2 separate regions of the Hordeum vulgare genome follow, and region 1 is linked to region 2. A link is a contact called in public Hi-C data. All regions are on one chromosome and are shown on one strand. The core of a region is the stretch at or near the end of the contact, and the rest is flanking DNA. Distances in the headings are between cores, read along the strand shown.

Region 1 (7,042 bases), core at 4,233-6,732, 120 kb before region 2:
AACGAATCATTATTTTCCCGTTTAGGTGCCCTCCGGAACACCTAGCGCAAGTACTGAGACAAAGTCGAAACGAGGCCCGGCCGCAAGGTTGAAAGATACTGCAAGGTACTCGATCGATAAAGTTGCTGCTGATGGCAAACCACTGGAACCCCCAGAAACTTATCGCAAATTTGTAAATCAGTGCGGAGTTGTTGTAAGAGACCTGGTCCCGATCAACTTAATAGAATGGAATAAGCCGGAGACCGGCGCCAACGTTGGAGCTACTTATGTCGATGATAGATTGAAAAGAGTGCTTTGCGACACGGTCTGGCTAAATTTCAGCGTAGCGGAAGATAAGAAGAAGAAAGTCGAGGAGTCGGCTTTGAAGAAGATGGCCACACAATTCCAGAGGTGGAAGAAAGACTTGTGGAACAAATATAAGGACGAAGATCCAGTTTTCACTGGGCACCTAGTGAAGATAAGAGACGCTTGGCCTGATTTTAAGGCGTACAAGAAATCGGGTGTCTTTACATCCCGATCAGCCACAAATACGGAGAATGCGAAGAAAAAGAAATATCACAATATTTTGGGGTCAGGTGGCTACATGACTGCCCTGCCTAGGTGGCGACGCTATGAAGATGCGCTTCTGAAAAGAAATATCATTCCACAGACACATGACTGGCCCGATAGGTCCAAGTTCTGGTTGTTCGCGCATGGGGAAACGTTGGACGCTGAGACTGGGATGATTGTTGCGGAGGGACCATGGTCGGAAAAAATAAGACAAGTCGTATCAGATCTAGAGAAGGCAATAGAAGCTGTTCGAAAAGGAACTTTTGTTCCCGATAGAGAGAACGACGAGTTGACGAAGGCACTCGGGAACCCCGAAAAGTGGGTACGAACACGAGGCTTTGGAGCCACTACCCCGTGGAACCAAGGGTTTCCGGCGGACCTTGGCACTTACAGAAGCCGTGGTAGAAGCAAGAGGAAGGCGCTGGAACGGATAGCGACATTAGAAGAAAAGGTGTCGTTTCTCTTGAAGAAAGGGGGACACCCTGTACCTGACACTGAAGAGGAGGAAGAAGATCCTGCACCTGACGCTGATAGGCAGCAATTAGAAGACGATGCCGTAGCAGATGCCGTCCTATCTCAGCATAGAAGCAGCGTGGGTTCCACGCAGCTGCAGCTAGAAGACGGTCCTGCAGTCGAACCGTCGGCGCCTCACTACCCCGTGGATGATGTCAAGGAGAAGACAAACTGTGAGATACATATGCCAATGGGGAACATATCCTTCATGGTGGCGTCAGGCTATGCTTTACCGAATCAACCTGGAGCAACCTACCATGATGGTCAGATTCCAGCATCCCATGCTCGTGTCGGGTTGTCAACAATTACGCCGGGATGCCAGTCAATTGAGCTTGATATTCCTGGAGGTGAAGGCGAGAAGACATTGGGAGAAATGGAGCTTGGTATCATCTTGTGGAAGAAGAAACACATTGTGTTTCCTAACGCGGCGCCAAGGCCACCGACTCCTCCAGGTACAATTATGCACCACCTCCAACAATTACTGAATGTTGCACCACATGTAAGCCTATTTTTAATAGTTTTTTCACTTTCGTACAGAGAATGCACGACCTCCAAGTCCACCCCCCAACGCACCTCCAAGTCCACCCCACAACGAATATAGGGAGCCCGAGGCCGAGTGTCCATCGCCCGTGCACTCCAGTGAGCCGACGGATGCGCGCACTACGGGTACGGCAAAGCGGAAGCTGCAGTTCAGAAGAAACGGGACTCCTCCCAAGAAGAGAGAAAGGAAACCCAATAAAGTCAAGACTCCCCCGAAGTTACCAGGCCTGATGACTCTGGAGGAACTAGACGAGGCCGTGAAAGCCAAAAACAAAGCATGGTTCGCACGGTTTCCCCTGAAGCCCCCTCCAGACATCTGGAAGGAAACTCTGAAGAACGTACCAAAGTGGAAAATTGAGCGCACCATCGACAACTTATATTATCCTGAACCGCCGCCATCGCCGCCCCTTTCAGACTATGAACGGTTCATTGAAAAGATGCACACCGCACAGATGAAGCAGGCGGAGCAGATGAAGCAGACGGAGCAGACGAAATGCGGGAAACAAGTTCCCCATCTCGGACAACAAGAAGCACAGTCAATTGCCCCGCTCAAGGTGTTATCTGACCAGGCTTCAGTGTCCGGTCCACGCATGGGCGACGTAGGTTACGCTATTGCTGATGTGGTATATAAATATAAGCCCGAGCAGCCTCTGGTCGAAAATCCTAGTGCTCTAACAACCCAACTATGGAATTTACATGGTTGGTACTTGGAGGCCGCAAGGCAAAAGAGAGACTGTATCATGGCGGCAGTTCAGGATCAACACTACTTCGGAGAGTACGGTGTGGAGGTTGGGTTCGATGATTTTTTCGAGATGTACAATCAACGTGCCCTCGACAAAGCTATCGTCAGCTGCTACTGTTTGTAAGTGTTTTATTTGTGTAACTTAATTATTTAGTTAAGCTCGCGTTCATTGCCCGTATAATTATCACTCACGAGACATTCTTTTTGTACGCTACTATGCAGAATGAAGATTCGTGAATGCAAGCTGGCAGGAATCTGGGACTTTGGGTTCATTGACCCGTATTCGTTTCATCAAGAGACAATAGAAAAGTTCAACAAGGATACACCGGATGATTTGCTAAGGTTTTTGAAGCGACAAAGTACCAAAAAAGAAATACTTTGGCCCTACGGATTCAAGTGAGTGTTACTGTCTTGTACACATTCCATTTTGCTTACCTGATGTTAAGTGTAATTGATGAGTATGCATGACTGCGTGTGTACACGTGCGCAGGTCCCACTTCATATTGTTCATCATTAGAATCGATCAAGGAGTGGTTGAAGTCTGGGACCCGTTAACCTGGGACGCTGACAAATGGAAGAGCGCGCGTCAGATGCTTCAAAGGTATATATATATAGGCCTCTTTCGTTCATCGGCCTCTTTTTCGTTCATTTCCTGATATCAAGTAAGTAATAATTAACTCTTGTATTCATTTTTCTTTGTCGGCCAGGGTTTGGCAAATGTCCATCAAGGAAGAACCCGGTACATGGGTAGACAAGCTCCACTTTCAGATTAACAAAGTAAGTAGTACTACGTACCCTGGTTTCAATACCATTACCATTCTCTTGATTATTATTAATTTGACCGAATTATGTTCTCGTATATAGGGCGTCCCGCAACAACCACAGGGCACTGATTATTGTGGATACTACGTTTGCGAGTACATTCACAGGATTATCAATGAGAAATCCCGTACTTCCAGAAATCTAGAGGTACGTAACCAGATCTTCACAACTTTATTTATGTTGCCATCAATTATGTTAGTTTTGTTCACAACTTAATTGTTTTCATCTACTTCTTTTAAAGCTGCAACGAAAGCGGGCGATGCTAAGACCAATCCAACGTTGCAAGGCAGTTGCAGAAGAATTGGCAGGATTTCTCCTCACGCAAGTCATAGATGAAGGCGGAGAATTTTTCCATCCTATGAACCAATAGCCAGCTCCCTTCTCTATGCAAGTATACAGCTATAGGAAACGAACTTCAAATTATGTAATGATAATCGGTCCAGTACTTCGTGTTACATGTATATATGTACTTTTATTTGGTGCATCAACATTTAACCGCAAATACGGAATCGGAGAAACACTTAACCGCAAACACGGAATCGGTGTTTCCGGATACGTGTTTCCGATTACGTGTTCGTAAAAAACGGAACACGGACACACGGAATCGGAAACACGGAATCGGAAAGACGTAAACGGAAATACGGAACCGGAAACACGTAAACGAAAACCCTGAAAATACGGAACACGGAAACACCGAAATACGGAATCGGAAACCCTGAAAAGAAAAGGAAAAAAAAAAGAAAAAAAAAGCATTAGGACCGGTTGGTGTTACCAACCGGTCCTAAAGGTCCTCCGCCTGCGCGCACTCTTCGGCGCCCACGTGGAGGCCTTTATCACCGGTTTGTAAGACACCGATGCTAAAGGGGGGGGGGGCCTTTAGTCCCGGATACGTAGCACCGGATGTGTATCCGGGTTCAAAGGCCCTTACCAACCGGTTCTAATACCCCTTTCTCCACTAGTGACTTCGCATCCATGGTCATCATGATCCATATGTAATGTCTCAGCGTGTCGTATCACTATTCGCTTTGAATTCTGAATCCAACTAGTAAAATTGATTAGAAAAATACTGGGTGTATTGCTGTGTAAACGTCCTACTTGCATGCATGACGAGCGTGGTGACGAGATGGTGACGAGGGAGAATGCGGAGTTGTCATGCACAGAATAAATATGTTGATGGGTACGTACATGACGTGCGACGTTGAGTGAAACGACAGGTACGTTTCATAGTGGCGCTTGTTTTTTTTTTCCTTCCTTCAACTGAGGTGATGCACAACCCACCACCAGGCACACACGTGTGGCAGTGATTGCACGCGAACCTATTCGTATGTCCAACTCTAATGCTTTTTTATAGAATTTTAATTTCTCTCCTGCCTGTGGAGTTTTTACGGTACTGCATCTACTACTAGTATTTCTTTTTTATTTTGGTTGAAAGGGACTTGATCTGGTTGTTGTTGTTGACGTACGGGTCAAGACGCAAAACTGTTGATGTCGACTGGAAAGAAGTATTGTTTCACTGCTAGTATTCAGGTTTACATGTAGTACTTCGTGTTATCCAATGATCGAAAAGGCCCGGAAGTACAAATGCAACACATGTTCTGTTCAAACCCTGGTGTTTCCGTATCAATAACGCTACTATACAACGATTGATAATGTCTAGTTTGCCGTTGGTTGACCTTGAAATACAAGATATTATCTACTCATTTCTGCAACAGTTGGATGCTATTTTCGTATTTTGAGTAAACTTGCATGGTGCAGAGTGATCTTAATTAGTTTCGGAGCAAAACATATTTAGAATCACGTTTTGCTAGCTAGACACATTGTGTAACTGAAATAACCGAAAGACTCCCTTCCTTTCCGGAAGTAATTACTCCCTCTGTCTCAAAATAACTGTCTTAACTTTGTATTAGCTCTAGTATAAATTTATATTAAGCTTAAAATACTTATTTTGAAACGGAGGGAGTACGTTGTTGCATGCGCACGCAACGCACGTGTACGCCCCTGTACGTAGGTCGACAAGTGCAACCAGAGAGCTGCATGCCATGCCTGCATCTGCATGCATGGGAAAGCGGGTTGGAGCTCACTCACGCTCAGGCTCAAGCTCGCGAGCGACCGGCACCCGTGGACGTGCGATCCGATCGAATGAATCGACGATGATCTACCAACAACCCCACCGCACCCCTTGCTGCAACTTGGACAAGATCGTCGCAACAGCAGCAGCATATACATGCACGTACCGCTGCACCTTGGTTGTGTGGACGTGGGTGCGTCACGCGAGCGAGATATGGAGGGACCAAAGCGGCTATCGATCTCCCGCCTGGGCCGGGGTCCTCGAGCATCGACCGGTCCCGTTCCAGATCTGCTCGTTCCATGCAATTTCCCATCCATGATACATCCAACCACAAGTTATTTCGATCATTAGCTGCTGAGTTTTAATTAGTTCGATCCGCGATCTAGTAGCCCAGGCCAGGACCATGGCAACCGATCGATCCATCGGGACGCCCATCCGGCTGGTGGATGATACGTTGGTTTTCAAAAAATAGTTGGATTCCATCGTCTAGCTCAGCTCCACCGGCCAAACACCGCCACTAATATATCTTCACGTACGTCTTGCGCCCTGCACGAAGTAATTGGCGCCAGAGGCAACGAGTAACTAGACAGGATTGTCTACCGGCCACCTGCATTGTGCTCTGCGTCCTTCTCGACCTGTAATCAGCCGTGAGTTTGAGTTTAAGTAGCTAGTGCAGCAGGATGGCGACACCACGACATGGCGATGCATGGTTAGCTTTAGGGGGCACATCGCTCCATCCGCGTCACGCTTTGGCATATTATAGGATCCTGGCATTTCGACTATGTATACACACACCGTCGCGCGATATATATCCTACCACCAGTGGTAGTTACCTCTACATTTTCTACCGTCTGATCCTTTTAGATGCGTGGTTTCTCAAACGGATTGCGGGTGTGAACATCAATTTTAGCTAACCGTTCATCCAACTACTCCCTTCGTTTCTAAATATAAAACCTTTTATAGATTTCACTATGAACTAGATACCGAGCAAAGTGAATAAATGTGTACTTTAAAATATATCTATATACATCCGTATATATTCCATAGTAAAATCTCCAAAGGTCTTATACTCCTTTCGTTCATAAATATTACTCCCTCCGTCCGGAAATACTTGTCCTAGAAATGTATAAAATGGATGTATCTATAACTAAGATAAGTCTAGGTACATCTACTTCTAGGACAAGTATTTCCGGACGGAGGGAGTATAAGTCTTTGTATAAATTCTACTATGAACTACATACAAATATATATAGACATATTTAGAATGTAAATTCACTTATTTTGTTCAGTTCAAAGTGAAATCTTTAAAAAAAACTTATATTTGAAAATAGAGGGAGTATCATGCATGTGTGAATTAGCTTCAAGTGATATTTATTTAGTTTCCCGTTGATCATCCCATGCATATATGCATGCCAGATCGTGCGTGATGGGTGGTTCGAGCCCTACTGAGAATGCGCTCCCTACTATGAAAATATATTGGAGGTTCTGGAATGTACCTCGGGCACCTCAATGCATACTGTGAAAATGCAAGATTGTTACCGAGCTCTTGATGAACGTGGAGTTAATTAGGACGTTGGAGATGCTTTATTCTGTGGAAATACAATATTGTGGTTCTTATTTTGATTTTGCTAGAAATATTGCCCAGTTTTTGATTTCCCTACGAATATACGATCTATATATACAACTAAAATAAATCCTATAACATGACGGACCATCGAATATAATTCTAACAAATTGTCACTTTCGACCCATGTATGGCCCGTGACCTCTGTCGACCCATGTCACGCCTTTCAATCTCTGGGCCCTTT
Region 2 (6,651 bases), core at 2,369-4,868:
ATATTTCAGCACCTCCAAATCAGCACTATTTCTAGCACCTTGAGAGCAAGCAAACCACACCTAAACATGTATTTCTATTGCAACCAAAATTACCAGGGGCTAGTCTAAACACCCAAGAACAACTCCCTAGATGACAACTTAATCAAACGAAGCACGGAATAAATCCTATGAAATAGACAAGAGGGCAACATGGCAAAATATCGCGCGAACTAACTTGCTCAAAAGCTAAAACTAATTGCACAGAAAAATCCTAGGATTTTTCTACCCCGAAAACATATAAAACATGTGGGGTTGCAACTCAAAAATATTGCCACAGGTAAATGCGAGATAACGTCCTAAGCACGGAAAATAAACTAGCGGCAAATCCCTACACGCAAAAATACCAATGACCGTTCTAAAATACATGGAAAAGGGGTTCCTAAAACATGGACATTTTATCTATGGCATACGAGCAACCCGGACACACGCGAAAAATAACTACGGGTAATAAACCTATCGAGACAGCACGCAAAACTAGGCATTAGGCACGCTAAACTAAATCAAACAAATAAGCAAGTTGCACCAATGTAATCTACACGCAAAACTACACGAAACCCATATGCTACATGTCGCGATCCGATTTACGGATTAAAAGATACGGGCATTCTAATATTCGGCTATTTTCTAGAATTTAATTAATCCTGAAAATTCCTAATTTACTAACGGGCCTAACAGGGGGTGCATATCACTATCCGACGCCTAGTGAGCAAAATAGGCAGGCAAGGGGGGGATACACCTGATGGGCTCGGCCCATGTCGGCGGGGGAAGGCAGGCCGAGGCCTAGGGCGATCTCGCGGCTGCTGGCGCTGGAGCTGGGCCGGCTCGCGGCCCAGCCGAGGGGGGTTGGCCGCGCGGGCACACCGTCGCCCTCCTCGGGATCCACGACGGCGGCGCTCCATCGGCCGGCGACGCGGCAACCGCAAGCGACGGGGAACGGAACAGGCGGCGGAGCGGGGATTCCGGCGGCGGGGCTCCGGGATCCGGCGGGGCGCAGCGCGGGATCCATGCGGCGGAGCGCAAGAGATCGGGGTGGTGGGACCGACAGGAGGCATGAGGCGGCGGCCTGATCTGGCGGCGGCGACGCTCGGGAGCGGGGCTCCGGATCGGGGCTGGCAGCGAGGCTGCTGCCTCGGGAGGAGGGGCTCGGGCTGTGGGGCTGAACGGTGGCGGCGCACGGATGGGCCTCCCCGGGCCCGATCTGGGCTCGGCAGGCCCGCGGTGGCTGAGGCTGGTGGGAGTAGAGAGAGTGTGTGAGGGGATTAGGGTTAGGCACGATTTTCGAGGCAGGGGAGGGGGCTCTCTAAAATAATGGCATGAGGGTCTATTTATAGGCAAAGGGGGCTAGGTTAAGCGGAATTCCATTCCGGATCCAACCGTGCGGTCGGATTCGTGTAATTCCGAACGCGGGACGGACGAGTGGCTGTGTAGAGTAGATAACCGGAGACGATGGGAAAACGAGCGACGCGGCAACAAGATTTAAAACACCGGGACACGTCTGACGATAGACCGAATACGGTGCCGCTACGGTCGACCGTTCGGGTACCAGACGGACTCCGATTGCGACGAAACTTGATAGGCGGCCTACCTATATTAAAATAAGACCGCACGTCAAATCTCAACCCGATAAGAGAAAGTTTTACGCACACTTTTAAAACAGGGTTTCGACGATGCCGCGGGCGCGTGCGAGTGCGGTCGGGCTCACAGCGAACAACGACTAGAACCGGCAACTGACAACGGATGCAAGTTTTGAAAACTGGCGGCAACGGAACGCCGATGCAATGCTGATGGTGCGCATGATACGATGATGATGCGACAAATAAAAATAACCACACGACGAAAACGGAAATAAAGGGGAATCTTCTCGAACGTCGGTCTCGGGCTGTCACAGAAAAGGTGCGGCTGCTCATGGCGAGTTGGGAGAGCACCTCGGCAATGTTGGGGGGTTCAGACGATGAATAATAGATGGTCGTGAAGCTCACCGGCCGAAGATGGGGGCGATGTGGAGCGTCCCGACTTGCGCGCATATGTGTAGAGGAGCTGCGTGAGACGACGGTGGCGTTGGGCACGAGAAATGTGCGCGGAAATGACGGAGAACGTGACGACGGCAAGCAACGCTTTGTGGGTGGCTCGGATAGTTGCGGGGGAGGGAGCGAGGAGAGGAGAGAGTGAACAAGAGGGAGAGAAACTATTCAAACGGCTCCGAGGCGTCTTTTTGTGGCAAGTCTAAAGGGGCTGGGAAGGCGTGTTTGAAGCAGGAGGTGGCAAGGCATCGTCGACAAGCTCGCCGCGCACTTGTATGTCCTCCTCACACAAAGAAAACGGCTCAACCACTGTGGGATTGGCCTCTTATGCGAGGTAAGGTCCATGTAGGTTTCTTTCTTTCTGTTTATTTTATGTTTTCTTTTATTTGTTTGATTTGATTTGAAAACCAAATCATTTTATAAACTTCATGTAAATTTTGATGTGAAATCAGGAAACCAATCCAATGCTACTTACAAACTTTCAGAATATTTGGACTTTACTTTTTTATAATAGAAATAAATCCAACTCAAATACAATAGTGATTTAAATCCAAAGTCCAAAAAAATCCTTTTAAAAGTTCAAAAAAATCGGTTTACATATTAACTATTGCCAAAATTATGAAAACTAAAAATAGACATTTTGAAAATATTGGCTGCAATTTTTGGGTCTTAGCCCTTTATTTGAAGTGAGGCTCTGAATATTCCTCAATTCAAATTTCACTAAAATAAATATGATACATGAATACTCACTAGTATAATTATTTGCACCCAGATATTCTAAGGTTGTGATAAAAAAATCTGTTGGTTGTGAGAAAATCACAAGGAGAAAGTCCTTTTTTTTTGCGGAAGACAAGGAGAAAGTCCTTGGACGTGGCATTCACGTGGATGTGAAGTCAGGTCCTGCTGGTTAGGGCGCTCACAGAACTTTAGAACTGAGAAAATCTGATGAAAACATCTGTTAAATGAGATAAGCGAGGTAAAAATAAAGCTGCTAGATAACGTAATACCCTCTCCGTTCTCATAATATAAGAAGGAATAGTAATAACTATTGTAAAAGAACATATGATTCCGTATAAAGTACTACCTCTGTAAATAAATATAAGAACGTTTATATTAATACTTTAGTGATCTAAACGTTTTTATATTTCTTTACGAAGAAAGTACATTACAAAAACGTTAGTATGGTCGTTTGGGCATTTTATTCGAGTGTGCTTACGCTCGCAATGCTTGGCTAGTTTTGGACGTGCCGCCGTGCGTGGACATGCAGAAGCCTTGTTGACCAGCGGAGCTTTAGGCCGGGCGGGCGGCAGCCGTTGCATGTCAGTCACGCAGCGCATTGTTTAGCGCTGTAGGTAGGGTAAAAATCATGGCATGCCGCGCGGGACCCGCAGCTCACGACCGCTCTTTCTTCCAAAGGAGCCCCTGGACGAGGGGGCAATTCGCGTAGGCAAACCCGCGGTTAAATATCTGCAGCTTCTGTTCTTTTTGTCCCTGCGACTCACTGCGAGGACTCAAAAGTTAAAAAGGATGAGAAGAGAGAGAGAGAGAGAGAGGAGCGGCCCCTTTCTCTCTCCCTCTATCTCTTTACCCCCTTGGAAACTACTACTATTTGATCTCCGATCGACCGAGGTCTCCCTCTCCGCCCCCTCTTTCTTTCTGCTGCCTCCGTGCCATGCTGCTACGGCTCCTCCTCCTCCTCCTCCTCCTCCTCTAGCTACTTCTCCTCGCGTGCCTACCTAATACTCTCTCTCTCTCTCTCGCTCTCTCTCTCTCTCTCTTTTTATCTTCGTCATCTTCTTCCTCCGATCTTTTGGCCCAAGGTACGTACGTGTCCCGCGCGTGCCCAAGTCGTCTGTGCCTCGCGCGCGTCTCGGTCTCTCCGACGTTCTAGCGAGAGGAGAGGGGGTGGCGCTGTGCCGGGCCGGGCCGGCCGGGTGGATGGAATGAACCGGCGGCGGCCCGGATGGTCCCGGCTCGGAACCTGCAGCTCCTCCGCGACGCGCATGGCACGCCTTTCATCCGCGACGTCGCCGCCGGCGTCAACGCTCTGACGGCACAGCCGCCGACGCCCAGCCACCACATGGCACAGGAGCCCATTAACCAGGACCCGACAAAGCCGCCGCCGCCGCAGGAGAGGCAGCAAGTGCACCAGGAGGAGCGCCACGGGGAGGCGCTTGCGGTGTTGCCTCCGCCGCCGCAGCAGCAGCCCCACCCCCCCGGCACAAGCGGCAGCAGCAGCGGCGGCAGCAGCAGCAACGGGGGCGGCGGCGCCGGGGGAGGGGACTGGCTGCGCCTCGGCCTCGGTCCGGCGTCCCCGGACCCCGGTGCCACAGCTCCCGAGATCGATCTCTTTGCGGGGACGGCGGGGCCGCGGCAGGAGCTGCTCCAGGGCATGGGCATGCCGCCGGGGGCCTTCCTGCGCCCCGCCATGCCCGGCATTCCGCAGGCGTCGTTACAAATGTCCGTGCCGCGCGCTGGGCCACCTTGGCTGCCGCCTTGGAGCCACGCGGCGCAACAACCGCAGCTGCTTCTCCCGTTCGGACACCGCGGGCTCTACGGGCCTGGCTCGCCGGCCGCGGGGCCCTCCGGCTTCGACACCACCAGGGTTGTGCTGCCTCCACCGGCGGCCACCGCCAACGCCGGCGTCTGGTTCGTCTTCCAGGCCGCGCCCCACCAGTGAGTGCATACACGTCGTCCTACCACCCTCTGCGACTGCACTGCTGGCTAACGCGAGCATTCCATGTGCTCATCGCTGCTTACTCCGGCCGCCTCATCCCTAGGAGTACATCTTTCACTCGCTGCATGCCAGTTGATTAGTCCTGGAACCATCAATTCCTGCAAAATGCAGCGCCTTCTTCATCTGCATGTTCTTAAGACTCCTAGATCCTTATTGCTTCGATCGATTCGTGTTGCTTTGCTAGGAAGACTAATTGTCGGTGTTTATTGACTTTTGGTTTTTGGCCTCTTGATTTGTGCAGAGGGAGGGAGCCGTTCTTGCCTCAGATTCCAAGAAGCTACTTAAGAATCAAGTAAGTAATACCTCTTCTCTCTTTTCCTTTCCTTGTAATCTTATTATGTTGCTTGAATTAGTCGTCTCTCATCCTGCATTTGCATATTCTCTATGCATGCGCCTCCAAATCTGCGAGGCTATCAGATGTATTCATCGCAAAAACACGCTTCCGATATAATGTCGTTAATTTGTGGTTACTGCTGCAGCGTGGAAAATATGAGAATTTAACAAACTATTTCCTTGCATTTTTGATAATTTTCAGAGATGGGAGGGTGACAGTTAGATTGTTGATCAAGTACCTGGCTAACAAGCTCGGATTGGAAGACGAATCAGAGGTATTTATACATGCACGATTAACATCCGCTCATGTAGCATTTTGCATTTTATTCTTCTTCCCCCCCCTCCCCGGTCTTTTGTGTTATGGTGGACTTCTTTATTTATTTTTGTTACTGCCAAGATGCATTGTTTTCCCCTTGCTTTTTCCAACATCGGTGATGAAAGGAACATCAGAGCTAGAAAAGAGACTACCAGTACGTGTACGGTACTGATGTAGGTATAGAGGAAAAAAAACATTATTCATACATAAGTATATGCTTGCACTCCAGAATGAAATATATAAAATATTAATCAAGCATGACATTAAGGGTGCAGTGTGTGCTTGTTCCTATTGTAGGTGAGGGGTGTGTGTCTTGGGTGGCACATCATCCCCTCACCACTTGACAAGAACTCCTCCATCCGAGAGAGAGACGCAAAGAGGGACTAGTGAGAGGTTGTTAGATACTAGTCTAGATGGTTAGTTATCAGGCTTGTGATGGAGCTTTTGCTTGTTTCTTCTTGCTCTCTGTCGGTTCATGCAAACACAAAAGCTGTACATATATACACTTATTTATATTGTATTAATTAATTATTAATTAGAAGAAGTATATCTTAGAGAGCCTTGGCTTGGCTAGGTAGCTAACTAGGTAGAGTCCTCACAAGCCTTTCTGTTCTTTCTTTTCCTATGCATCCTAGGGGTCAGGATATGGCCAAGGAGCTCATCATTGCCTAAAGCCCTTTCTCCCCAGTGCAACGCCTCAAATGGAGGCATAGCAAGGGCTAGCATGCATGCAACAGAGGCTTTCAGAGCGGTGCTCATATATAGGACACATGAGTAGGCATATATGTGTACTCCTACATGCATGCATCATGCATGTAGAGAGAACCTCTTGCTACGGCCTGGCTAGTTAGTGTGTGCGTCTGTGTGTGGGGCTGCCTGCGCTTGTGTAAAGCTATAGCATTGTGAGGGAGAGGAGAGGAGAGGAGATAGATGGTGCTGCATGCCCTAGAGAAAGAAAAGGCCTCCTTCACCTACCATGCATCACTGAAAGCTATGCACCATCCTCACAACACCACACCACACCATATGGAAGCATCAAGTAGGGCTTTCGAGTGTTTGTATGTGTGTGTATCTGCATGACTGCGTGAGAGAGAGAGAGAGAGAGAGAGAGAGTGTGTGTGTGTGTGTGTGTGTGCACCACAACACAACGCGCACACACCGTTTCCTGCACCATCACGTACAGTGATGGATCCTTTTCATTATGA

The links. A called contact is a pair of places that touch in the nucleus more often than the background predicts.
Region 1: a Hi-C map of leaf shows a contact between it and region 2, with 5 times the contacts expected there. The contact joins the enhancer-like site here to the promoter of LOC123426573 in region 2. A contact is called at or near these places in 3 of 6 Hi-C or Micro-C datasets (leaf and seedling).

The regions. Positions count from the first base shown.
Region 1 is chr2H:441,754,296-441,761,337 of MorexV3_pseudomolecules_assembly, reverse strand. No RefSeq gene overlaps it. Among protein-coding and RNA genes, the nearest start is that of LOC123426573, 130 kb to the right of the region's middle. Within about 2 kb of position 5,482, at least 3 of the 3 cell types and tissues checked have open chromatin away from gene starts, as enhancers often do. A contact at or near this core is called in leaf and seedling, where this site is marked.
Region 2 is chr2H:441,629,059-441,635,709 of MorexV3_pseudomolecules_assembly, reverse strand. It overlaps LOC123426573 (protein LAX PANICLE 2-like), which reads left to right and starts at 3,618. Exons shown (of 4, transcript XM_045110433.1): 1 at 3,618-4,736; 2 at 5,039-5,089; 3 at 5,333-5,405. The coding sequence starts at 4,024.